Linked DNA regions of Sus scrofa: region 2 is linked to region 1. The links are chromatin contacts, called in public Hi-C maps. All regions are on one chromosome and are shown on one strand. The core of a region is the stretch at or near the end of the contact, and the rest is flanking DNA. Distances in the headings are between cores, read along the strand shown. Region 1 holds the start of METAP2 (methionine aminopeptidase 2). Region 2 holds the start of VEZT (vezatin).

Region 1 (6,045 bases), core at 2,503-5,002:
AAAAATTTTTTTCAGCCACACTTTCAGCCTATAGAAGTTCCCAGGCCAGAGATCGAAATAAAGAGCAGCTTCAACCTACACCACAACTGCAACAACGGTGAACCCCTTAACCCACTGTACCCCGCTAGGGATTAAACTGGGGCTTCCACAGAGACAAGTCAGATCATTAACCTACTGCACCACAGCAGGAACTCCCCATATTATGTTTTAGAAGTACTCCAAATGTGCTCCTTTAACAAACGGCAATTTTTTTTTTTGCCAGATCCACAGCATGTGGAAGTTCCCAGGCCAGGGATCAAACCTGCCTGCAATTGTAGCTTGTGCCATAGCTGTGGCAACACCAGATCCTTAACCCACTTCACAACTCCAATGCGCTCCTTTGAAAGTAAAGAGAAAATAAAGTATCTTTGGTACAGAGGGTAAAGAGCAAAGACTTGGAATCAGGTGCTAAGTTTGAAATTCTGGCTTTACTCTACAAATACTAGTTGTGTCACATGGGGCTAATAACATAACTATTATTTCCTGCTTGCTTGGTTTTGTGAGGGTAAAATGAGAATACATGAAAGTATCTAAGACAGTGCCTAGGACACATGAGCTGTTTAATAAGCATTAATTAAATAGTCATTCAAGTTTATTATTAGTTTTTAAATGGCTGCACTCATAGCCTGTGCAGTGCCTTGGCCAGGGGATGAATCCAATCTGCAGCTGCAACCTAACCTACATGACAGCTGCAGCAACACAAAATCCTTTTTACTACTGCGCCAGGGATCAAACCCAGGCTTCCACAGTGACCCAAGCCATTGCAGTCAGATTCTCAGCCCATGGCACCACAGCAGAAACTCCAAGTCTATCTTGTTAACACTTACCCAACTACTTAGCCTTTTACAAGTACATTTTAAAAACATGAGATCTGTATTATTTGAGCACTCAATATATCCGACATTTCAAAAGAGTTGCTAAAAAATATCTTTTCCTTTTTATCTGCAACATTGAGGCTTAACATTAATTAAATCAAACATCAGAGAATATTGGACAATATGGACAAATAAGTAGATTTTGTTTAAAGAATGTCATATTTTCTTGCTTTCCTAAACACAAAAATCAAACTAATCGTTTTACCTTCATCGTCATCATCTCTTTCTTTCTCGTCCAATGCTTGTGTTTCCAACTGTCTTGTTACCTCATCAATCGAGCCTCCTGATTCCTTTTCAGGTTCCTGTTGCCCTGCTGGTCAAATGATAATAAATAAAACCAGACCTAATAAAGACATCTTCCCATTCGAATATATTCTTCTTCTTTTTTTTTTGGTCTTTTCTAGGGCCGCACCTGCAGCATATGGAGGTTCCCAGGCTAGGGGTCGAAATGGAGCTGTAGCCACCGGCCTACGACACAGCCACAGCAACATGGGATTCGAGCCGCGTCTGCGACCTACACCACAGCTCACGGCAATGCCGGATCCTTAACCCACTGAGGGAGGCCAGGGATCGAACCTGCAACCTCCTGTTTCCTAGTCGGATTCATTAACCACTGAACCACGACAGGAACTTCTAGAATATGTTCTAAGGATTCTTAAAAACACACAACTTCTTTTCTCATAAGTGTTCAAGAATCAAAAACAGAAACATTATTGTAATCAAAGCAGAATTTATTTAATGAGAAAAATCTTCCATATCTTAGTAGTACTGCCCATTCAACAAAATATTCATGACATGTTTTCTGTACTAAGAGCTAAACTGCAAGTTGGTCTCTAACTTTAGGTAGTTTAACTGTTTAACACATTTAACAATTAGACTACAACAAATACTTTATTAACCAAATGGGAACTTAAGATGGGCAATAAATGCTTAAGTCCTTAGTAAGAAGATTTCTGTAGGACCCTGGGGACTTTGGAAGTTCATGAAGAAAGAAGTTGTGTCAAGGTGCACTGGGTAAAATCAAAATAAACAAGGAAAGATATTCCATTGCTAATAAACAAAACTCTCAAACAGCTAAGCACAAGACCAGGCCCTATGCCGGAAATAATTACAACCTAGCTATAGGAGGAGTATGTGTGTGCGCAAAGAGGTAGTTTCACCAGGTAGCACATAATGAAATGACATTCTGGCCAGTAAAGAATTCATACTAAGGAGTTCCCTGTCCTGGCACAGCGGAAACAAATCTGACTAGGAACCACGTGGTTGCAGGTTCGATCCCTGGCCTCCCTCAGCGGGTTAAGGATCCGGCATTGCCGTGAGCTGTGGTGTAGGTCGCAAATGCAACTCGGATCTTGCGTTGCTGTGGCTGAGGTTCCAATTTGACCCCTAGCTGGGGAACTTATATTTGCCGAGAGGGCAGCCCTAAAAAGCAAAAAAGAAAAAAAAGAAAAAAAAAAAAAGATTTCCTACTGAGAGATACAACTGTTAAAAATATTAGGGTCAGACTGCTGAACACCTTAAAGTACAATGGAAAAGTCTGGATTTAATCTAAAAAAGAGGAACAACCACAAGACTACGTCCTGGGATTCCATTTTGCTATGGAAGTGTCCCAGCCCCTGCAACTATGCCTCCTCAACTCCCATTTATTTAAAATTTCAGAAAGATATAGATTAACCCTCTGTAACCGCTCTCAATTCCACGTTCATCATTTTTATCCTTCCATTTTTCTCTCATGCTTTCTGTAGCTGATTTTAGTGAGAAACAGAACAAATAATTTTTCCTAAAATGCCTTGATGCAACAAAAACAGTGACTTCTCAAAAAAGTTTCTAACTCATAATACAGTCCAAGTGTAATCCCCCAGCTGTTTTCCTTACTTTACCAGTGGATTTAGAGGAGTTCCATTAGGACCCACAGATTATCCTACCTAGACCGCCTACAAGTGGCATAATAATTCAGGCCTAGAAGCCCAAAAGCTTCAGGATCCTAAACGAGATTAGGCAGGTGAAGATTCGCACCACCACCGCACATCTTGCTATTACTACTCAGTGACAAGGGCGCGTGGGCATTCACACACATACAGGTCCTGAAAGTGCAGCCCGCCACAAAATTCCCTCAGTAAACTGGGATGGTGGGGGGAGGTGCGTCGAGGTATTAAGACTTGTCCACTTCACCCCCATCCTCGACGAAAAGGCGTCCCCACGCTGCTCCAGCAAAGAGGCGGCAGTATGGGTCAGAACCAGTTTGAGACCAATCCTCAAGGAAGGTGGGCGGGCTGGGCCCTGTGCCCGGCTTCAGGTCCGTTGCACCGTCTGCGTGGGAGCTGAGCTCCGACAATATAGGGGTTCCGGCCCAGCGACCCCAGATAAGCTGAGGCACCCTCTTCTCCTCCACCCCAACTCCACCACCTACCTAGTCTCACGGGAGAAGCTGCCTCTCCCCGGGACTGGGAATCTGCAGGCCGACCTGGACATACGTTCCGTCCTGGGCATCAGCCCAGAGTTGACTCCCCAGTCCCTGTCACCCCCGCCGGGCCTGAGTCGAGCCGTTCGAACATCCTGGCAAGGACTGGGAAAACATAAAATCCCATTTACCTGTGGCAGCCCCTTTAGTCTTCTTCTTCTTCCGTCTTTTTTTCTTAGCTGCCTCCTCAGCCGTAGAAGCAGCTCCCTCCTCCCTGTCGTCTGGATCCAGGTCGCCATTCAGGTGGCTCCCGGAGGACGCCGCCTCCTCCACGCCCGCCATGTTGCCCGAGAGAGCGCGAGGGATTGAGACAGAGTGGCGAGGGCCCGCTCCTTCTTCACCCACCTACACCAGCGACGCCGGAAGTTGCTCTCGGTGGTGGGGCGCTGGGAATGCTGGGGCGGCGGCGGACTCGCCTGTGGGGCCGCGCGTGCGCAGAGCGGGGCTGGGCTCGCCTCAGGGCCCGCGCTTCCGCTGTGGTGCGGAAAACCCAGCCAGGCCGGGCCCTTGCCTAGTCCTCAGGCAAATGAGCCTGCTAGAATGTCTCTTGGAAAGCCTGTGCTTGCCCTGTGCATAAGCGCTGCCTCCAGACAGAGTCAGAGAGACGTCTCTGCTGGAACCGAAGTTTTATATTTGTTGTTTTATGCACAGCGCCCCAGAAGCGCGGAGAGGGGCGAAAAAATGCCTTCACTGTACACACTTCTTTTTTATGACTCAAAAGGACTGCGTTTTTAGTCACAATTACAGCTCACGACGAAGCCGTCCCAGCACTAAAGAGCTGTATGTACCTCAACGGGGCCCGAAGAGGCAGTCAGAGGAAAAGAGATGAGGGGCGTTCTTTCGTCTCCAAAAGAAAGGGGTGATCACCTGCGCTGAGTGCTGCTAAGAGGTCAAGTAAGACGACTGAAAAATGTCATGTGTATATAGTAACATGGAAGCCACTGGTGACCTTGGTACGAGCTATTTAGGTAGAGAGATTGAAGCCAGACTAAACAGAGCTGAGAAACTCTTCATCCTTCAAGTTTGACCTTAGGTACTATTCCCTCAGAGAATTCTCTCTCAACAGTTTAACTGAGGCCCTGCTCATACAACCTCTCATTGAATTCTTAACCTTTTTTCATGGCAATTGGAATTCATTTATTTATGTGACTATTTGTTTGATGTGTGGCTGTCCAACTACCTTGAACTCCATGAAGACAGGAACCTTGCAAGTTTTATACTGTTATTACCAGCCTACCTCAAACCTAAAGCAGAGCCCAGTAAATACTTATTGTATGAATAGCACTTAAGTGCCAAGGTTTCTACATTCATTATCTCTCTCATTCAATCCACTTTTTTTTTTTTTTTTTTGTCTTTTTTGCCTTTTCTAGGGCCACTCCCACAGCATATGGAGGTTCCCAGGCTAGGGGTCTAATCAGAGCTGTAGCCACCAGCCTATGCCAGAGCCACAGCAACGTGGGATCCGAGCTGCATCTTCAACCTACACCACAGCTCACGCCAACACCGGATCCTTAACCCACTGAGCAAGGCCAGGGATGGAACATGCAACCTCATGGTTCCTAGTCGGATTTGTTAACCACTGAGCCACATTGGGAACTCCTCGATCCACTTTTTAGTTGAGGAAATTAGAGCTAGAGAATTTTGGTAACTTGGGTTATACAGGGAGTAAATAGAGTTAGAATCCAAACCCAAATCATCAAACACCAGAAATTTAATAATTCTGTATTCGGCCTTTCCAATTGAAATATGTATTGATTATAGACTAGAAGTAATTTTCTGGGGGGAGGTACAAAAGTGAAAAAAAAAAGTTCCCTCAAGAAATTTTAGCAGGCAATAAGACACATATAAATAAGTATAAAATAAGATGCTAATACTTTCCTTCCATCGTGTATTAAATCTTTTCTGTTCCAACTTGGTCTATCACAAAGGTGAAGATGTAATGGAAAATGTCTAATAGAGCTTCAGAGTGCGGGCAAGAATGTGACTGTCAACCTCAGGAGAAATCAGAGTTCACCCTTGTTTAGGTGCAAAGTTCCTGAAGTTTTTTAACATACTTATAAGTTAAGATCTGCTATATCAAAAACGCCTTCAAGCTTTGCTGTGAATCTTCCTAGTTCTATTTATAAGTTCTGGGAACACTTGGGCCATGGCTACTACCTCAGACCCAGTCCAGGAGACAGAGGGTCAGTAGATAAATTTTAATAAAGGGTGCTTGAGGTATGTTGATCTGCAGAATTCCCAATGTCAAAATAAGACATTGTTTAATGAAAAAAATAAGATGTTAAAATGCAATGGTGAAACAAAATACTGTTTCTTCCCTGCAAAGGGATTGTTCTTTACCTTGCCCCCTTTTCTGAAGAGAGGTAAGACAAACTTTAAGGTAATAGTAAAAAAAAGTAATACATATCTTGACAGTATGATAATGAATATTTGCTGGATGATAATTTTCCGGGACACTCCAGAGATTGAGATAACTGAGTAGCTATACTTTACAGCCCATAACACTCGTTTTCACCAAATTTCTTCATTTGCTTTTCTCTACAAGAGGAAACCGAATGAGGTAAAGGAATGAGAAATGTTGAAACCCTAAGTAAGAATCTAAGAGAACCTGTAAGAAATATAACTCAATACCAGCATGGGCTTGAATATTTTTTTCTAGCCAATTACATG
Region 2 (6,036 bases), core at 2,607-5,106, 180 kb after region 1:
CCGCTCTGTATAAAGAACTCCAAATCCATAACAAGAACTCAGAAGAAAAACATGCAACAAGCTTGAATTGGCTTCACTAAAGTGGATAGACAACTGGTCTTCAACCACATAAAAGACTCTCCATTTTCTTAACAAAGAAATGCAAATCAAAGCCCAGAAGAAATACCAGTACACATTCAACATAATCATAAGAAGAAAGGCTGAAATTTGCAAGGGTTGGTGAGGCTGTAGAGCAATCGGACCTCACTTAACACTGGGGGTAGGAGGATCCATCAGTACAACCATTTCAGAATAACGTTTGGTAACATCTACATACGGTGAGCATATGTATTTCCTAAGACTCAGCCATTCCACTTCTAAGTATAAACGCAACAGAAATATGTTCAACAAGACACATATACTGGAAGGTTCAGAGCTGCACTATTCATAATAGTCTCAAACTGGAAACTACCCAAAAGCTCTTAACAGCAGGGTGGATTAAAAAATGGTCACACAGGAGTTCCCGTCGTGGCACAGTGGTTAACAAATCCAACTAGGAACCATGAGGTTGCGGGTTCCATCCCTGGCCTTGCTCAGTGGGTTAAAGATCTGGTGTTGCCGTAGCTGTGGTGTAGGTTGCAGACTCAGCTCGGATCCCACGTTGCTGTGGCTCTGGCATAGGCTGGCACCTACAGCTCCGACTCGATCCCTAGCCTGGGAACCTCCATATGCCGTGGGAGCAGCACAAGAAATGGCAAAAAGACAAAAAAAAAAAAAAAAAAAAAAAAAAAAAGCCACACATTCCTATGGAATACTACTGAGAAATAAAAAATGCTCACATGACCATATGGATGCATCTAACAAAACTAGAGAGCAAAAAGTCAAACAAAAAATGAGAGCATGTCCAAATAGAATTGCATAGTGTGTAAATTACAAAAACAGACAAAAGGAGTCTAAGTTATTCTAAGTCTGAATAAGTCCTTGTGGTGGGAAGAAACAGCTGAAAGGGAGTAACAGGGAGCTTCTGGGGAGCTTCTGCTGTGCTGGTGATATTCAGTTACTTAATTTGGGTACTAGTTACATGGGTGTATTTAACATGTGAAACTCATCAGTCTGCCCATTTATGGTCTGTGCACTTCTCTTATGACTATTATCTGTGATAAAAATTAATGTATGTAACAAAATACAAATTAGACAATGAACTGAAAACTTTTTTCTACAAGGCTAAGTAACAGGAAAAATTTATGCAAATCATTTTTTTAGTGTCTTTTTAGGGTCCACACCCACTGCATATAGAAGTTCCCAGGCTAGGGGCCCAATTGGAACTGTAGCTGCCGGCCCACACCACAACCACAGCAACACTGGATCCAAGCTGCTTCTGCGACCTGCACCACAGCTCACAGCAACGCTGGATCCTTAACCCACTGAGCAAGGCCAGGGAACGAACCTGCATCCTCTTGGATACTAATCAGATTCATTTCCAAAAAAAAAGGAAAGAGAAAGAAAGAAAGGAAGAAAAATGTTTCCAATAAATGCACAAAATGTAAATTAGAACAGCAGAATGCTAATTTTCCTATCAAATTAGCAACGATTAAAGGAAACTAATAAGGTTTTTGGAGAAGATCTGTTGAAAATAATACTCTTTTTCCCAATGAAAACCTGAATTGAGATGATCCTTTGGTTTTGGTCTTAAAAAATGTTCATACCCTTGAAAAACTGGTTTCCCTTCCAGAAATTATTCTAAGGAAAAATCAGAGATGCAGTTAAAGATGGACTTATGTCAGTGTTGACTACAATGGTATTTTGAAAGAATAAGAAGGAGAAAATGGTTACATTATAATACAAATACATGACTGGACATTATGTTATTAATGTTTTCAAAGGGTAATGAATAGGAATAGACTGATGATCAGGTTAAGTGAAAAGTACATACAAAATTCTATGTGGTATATTTTTTGTGTTAAAAAATATCAAATGTACAATTAAAGATATATTTGAGTTGGAGTTCCCAGGTGGCCTAGTAGTTAAGAATCCAGTGTTGTCACTGCTGTGGATCAGGTCACTGAGGTGGCAAAGGTTTGATCCCTGGCCTGGCAACTTCCACATGCTCTGGGTGGGGCCAAATTTAAAAAAAAAAAGACACATTTGAGTAGAAAAAAAGTCTGTAAGAACACATACTATAAGGTTAATAGTGGCCATCTTTGGATGGTAGAATATTGAGTGATTTTAATTTTGTGGCTTGTTTTCTACTGAAATGTTCTCTGAGCATATATTACTGTTACATTCAGATATCTAAGGAAATAAGCAGGTTAAAAAAAAAAAAATCCACCCAGTCAGTCCCCTTTCTCTAAGCAACACAGATTTCTGTCTCTCCTTCATCTCCCACATTGAATCTTCTGTTTCCTAGATTTTACCATAGAACAATCTGTCCAAGCCATTATTCTATTTTTTCTTCTTGAATTTCCAAAATTCAGGTGTTTGTCTTCCCTACTGACCTCCTCAAATCCAGACTCTTCCTTTTGGTAAAAGGGCCATATCTTTCACTACTTCTCCATTCTAGCCACATGGAGAAGTAGTGGAACCACTTTACAGCGCGACACTTACCACTCACGTCCCTTTACACCAGATATTTCCACACCTCCCAATCTTGGCATACCGTTCTTTCCCTATAATGCATTTTCTCCCTTCCATCTTTCTAAACAGATTCATAGTCCAAGATTCACCTCCGATATCCATTTACTGGGTGTAGCTTCTCCAAGGCCACAAGAACAGACCGGGGCGGGGTTCCAAATCAATCCTCCAACGACAGTTTGGATATATTTCAACATTTCCCATTCCATAATGTTTATTGCCTAGCTCTCTAACTGTACGGAACGAGATGTCTCTTTTCTTAAATTTCTTAAAATCCAGTTGGATGAATGGACTTTATAAAGCATACATATATGCTTTATTACAGGGGTGCGAGTTTTCACCTGTGTCTGATATAGAAATGGCATCAAAAACATTAGCCTGTTTTTTTTTTTTTTTTCCTTTCCTTTTCATTCAAGATGGCAGAGGACGTCTTAAAATAATCCCACACAAAAGCACTCACACTGGAGCCTCGAATCAGAAGAACTGGCTACACCTAGCGTAATAGCAATAGGACAAAAGAATTAGATGCTGAGAAGCCCCGGCTCTAATCATCCACAGGAGGTCCCACACACAGATTTCCAACTACTTTAGAAAACTAGCACCTGCAGCCTTCATTCCAGGGCCACGCCTCGACCGTGAATGGTGATCTGCGGCACTTCTGGATACTGACCCCCAAAAAAACTGAGGACGAGAAACGGGGAGGATAAATTGTATGGGTGAGTATCCAAAACGCACGACTGGGCTCCGCCCCAACCAGGCGCGGACCCCCGCCCCGCGCGCGCCCGGTGCAGCGCATCCAATTCCCGGGGAAGGTACCGGCGGGGCTCTAGCCCCTCGGTCGGGCTGGGAATTCTGGGAGGGCCTGAGGCAGAGGCAGGACGCGGCGAGAGTGCCTCCGGCTACACCTGTCAGGCAGCGGCCAACGCTAGGCCCGGAAATTGCCGGGATTCGGGGACAGAGGCCGGCTGGAGTGTCACCCAATCCCTCGCCTCAGGATCGTCCCTCGCCTGGCCTTCTTGCCTTCTCCCTCGTCCTTCCCAAACAAAGGCAGTTCACACCCACCGCCATTTTCTCCTTACCTCAAAAACCACCTCTTCGTCAAAATCCGGTGTCATCCTTCTCCGCCATGCCACCAGCCTCAGCACGATGGGAAATGAAGGCGGGAGAACAGGCTGCACCCAGGCGTCTGCTGCGCCCTGTCGCCGGTGTCCAGTAAACTACAACTCCCAGCAGGTTTCGCAGCTCACGCCCCCTTTTCTGGCCGGCTCATTGGAGCAGAGCTTCAGCGTGTGGGCGGGAGGGGCGGGAGCGGGATGAAGCTCGGGGCTCTCTCATTGGACGAGGCTGAGACTTTTGTCCGCCTTTTACGGCCACGACTAACAGGGGGCGCTTGGAGCTCTGATTTTTTTTTTTTCCCTTGGAGTTTAGAAGGGCGCGCGCCCGCCAAACCTCGCTGAGCGCCGCTCGTGCCCGCGCCTGGCCGTCTTCCCGGAGCTCGGCTGGGCGGCGCTGGTGCCCGCCCGCCCGTAGCCTGCGGCTCGCGTCCGGGAGCGCTGCCGGGTCCCCGGAGGCGGCCGCATCCTTTGTGCGGCGCTCAAGTTGCGCCGCGGGGCCGCGGGACGGCATGTGGGCTCTACGGCGGCTTTTCTCTTCTGCCCAAACTCTCGAAACAATGGACTGTAAGGGGAGCGGGGATTGAAGGGGGCGAGCGGGGAAGCGAGCTGCACCGGGGAATCATGACTTCTGCCGCGGGTAAGTGACGGCGCTCGCGCTACGGCTGGAAAGTTAGTACGAGCGCTGCAGGTCTTGGGCTTGGAGCACCTTTCTCCTCTGGGGTGGGTGGCGGTGTGCCCTCTACCTTTCCCGAGGACTGTGGCAAGTGCGGAGCAGAAGTGTTTGCTGCGGGGTTTTTTTCGTCCCTTCCTGCCAAGAGGGGCTCTGGAAATCGTTTCTTTTGGGACCTCCTTTTAAAGGAAGATCCATGTCGGGTGCTCTTAGCGCCAGGTGAAACGTAAGTGTGACATTCAAAGAGGATGTTGACTTTTCCCTCCTAAAATTTGAGCGACTTTGCCGTTGCGTGTGAAAATAGTTTAGATTCCCATGTTAAGAAATCAGTTATTCTAGGAAAGGGCAGTGTTCCCGGAGTGTTGAACTCGGCGACTGGGCTAAGTCGCTTTAACCCTAGTATCGACTGGAAACCCTAACCCTTATTCAGTAAAGAGGTTTAGATACTGTTACTCCTGTCCTGCTGGTTTTCCGCCAATTACCTGAGAAGCAGAGGGGTAGCATTGGCGATCCCAAGGATTTTGTTCAACTTCACCCAATTTTTAGTGGATTTTTTTTCCTATTTATACCTGGTTAGTGTAAACAAAGCCTTGTTTTCTGTCTGCCGTAGTTCTTTCCCTTCACCCAAATGGTAAAGCTTGTACCTTTGTGTGGACTGGAGAATTTGGGACATTGTATTTTTGAACATTCTTAAGGAACAGTTCTTATTTTCCAAAACAATTACTAAAGTGGTGTGAAATTAACTTTAGAAGAGCATAGATTAATTTTTAAACCAGAACTTAGTGTATTTGGCACTAAGGTTTTTTATAACGTTTTTGCCCACGTTGTAAGAAATAAACTTTCATTAGACATTTTATAGTAAAATAGTGTAAAGCTCCCTGGCAGAGTTGATTCTAGATCAGCACTTAGGTCTCAGATTAAATTGTCTTAGCTTTTCTTGGCATTTGTTTTAAATTCCTGCAACTTGAAACTGTCAAATAGCACTCTAAATGTTCTGATTTGTATTATTTCTAAAGCCTAGATATGTTGGAGTGTTGTACTGCTAGGTGTAGTCAGATTACAGCTAAGGAGGCAAGCATAGTCAATAAGAATTAGAAAGCAAGCAGTGAAGTGGTCCTGAGAAACACGCTGTGGATCTTTTATGATGCTGTATGTATGTGTAGGAGGTATGTCATATGCTGCAAATTGTTCTTTATAAAATCTCTTCCTTACCAAAGGGAGGCTTTCTACTCACTTGAGGTGAATTATTTTCATCCTCAATTTCTGTGCCTCACTTTTAAGTTTTATTAATGAATGTCTAACTTTAAAGTGGTTGGAATTTTAAAATCCTTGCAGCCAATTTTAACTCTGTAGTATCAAATACATTTAAAACACCTTCTATCTGCCAATTTTCAATTCCAGTCCTAACCGTTTATAATGAACAGAAGCATTTAATTTAACATATAAGTATGTAAACCTGATCTAAGTTTCAATCTGGAATTTTATCGTTCTGTCTTTGGAATTGCCCCAGAATAATGCAGGCAATTTTTATATTGTATCATCTTTACAATTAAAGAACTCCGCAAACATTTTTGTGGTGTTTTAAAAGAGGGATACTTCCGGTGTGGAGCTGAGTTAGTTGCTTTTTAGCATGGCTTGCTG

The links. Hi-C and Micro-C count contacts between places; a contact is called where the count stands out from the background.
Region 2: a contact with region 1 is called in a Hi-C map of liver, with 3 times the contacts expected there. The contact joins the promoter of VEZT here to the promoter of METAP2 in region 1. A contact is called at or near these places in 3 of 47 Hi-C or Micro-C datasets (fibroblasts, heart right ventricle and liver) and 1 of 2 datasets of contacts at active chromatin or transcription factors (alveolar macrophages).

What each region holds. Positions count from the first base shown.
Region 1 is chr5:87,922,403-87,928,447 of Sscrofa11.1, forward strand. METAP2 (methionine aminopeptidase 2) reads right to left here and starts at 3,753. Exons shown (of 11, transcript XM_003126711.6): 1 at 3,507-3,753; 2 at 1,120-1,227. The coding sequence starts at 3,657.
Region 2 is chr5:88,100,912-88,106,947 of Sscrofa11.1, forward strand. It overlaps VEZT (vezatin), which reads right to left and starts at 3,857. Exons shown (of 13, transcript XM_013998069.2): 1 at 3,690-3,857. The coding sequence starts at 3,725. FGD6 (FYVE, RhoGEF and PH domain-containing protein 6) reads left to right here. Exons shown (of 23, transcript XM_013998063.2): 3 at 3,027-3,326. The coding sequence starts at 3,323.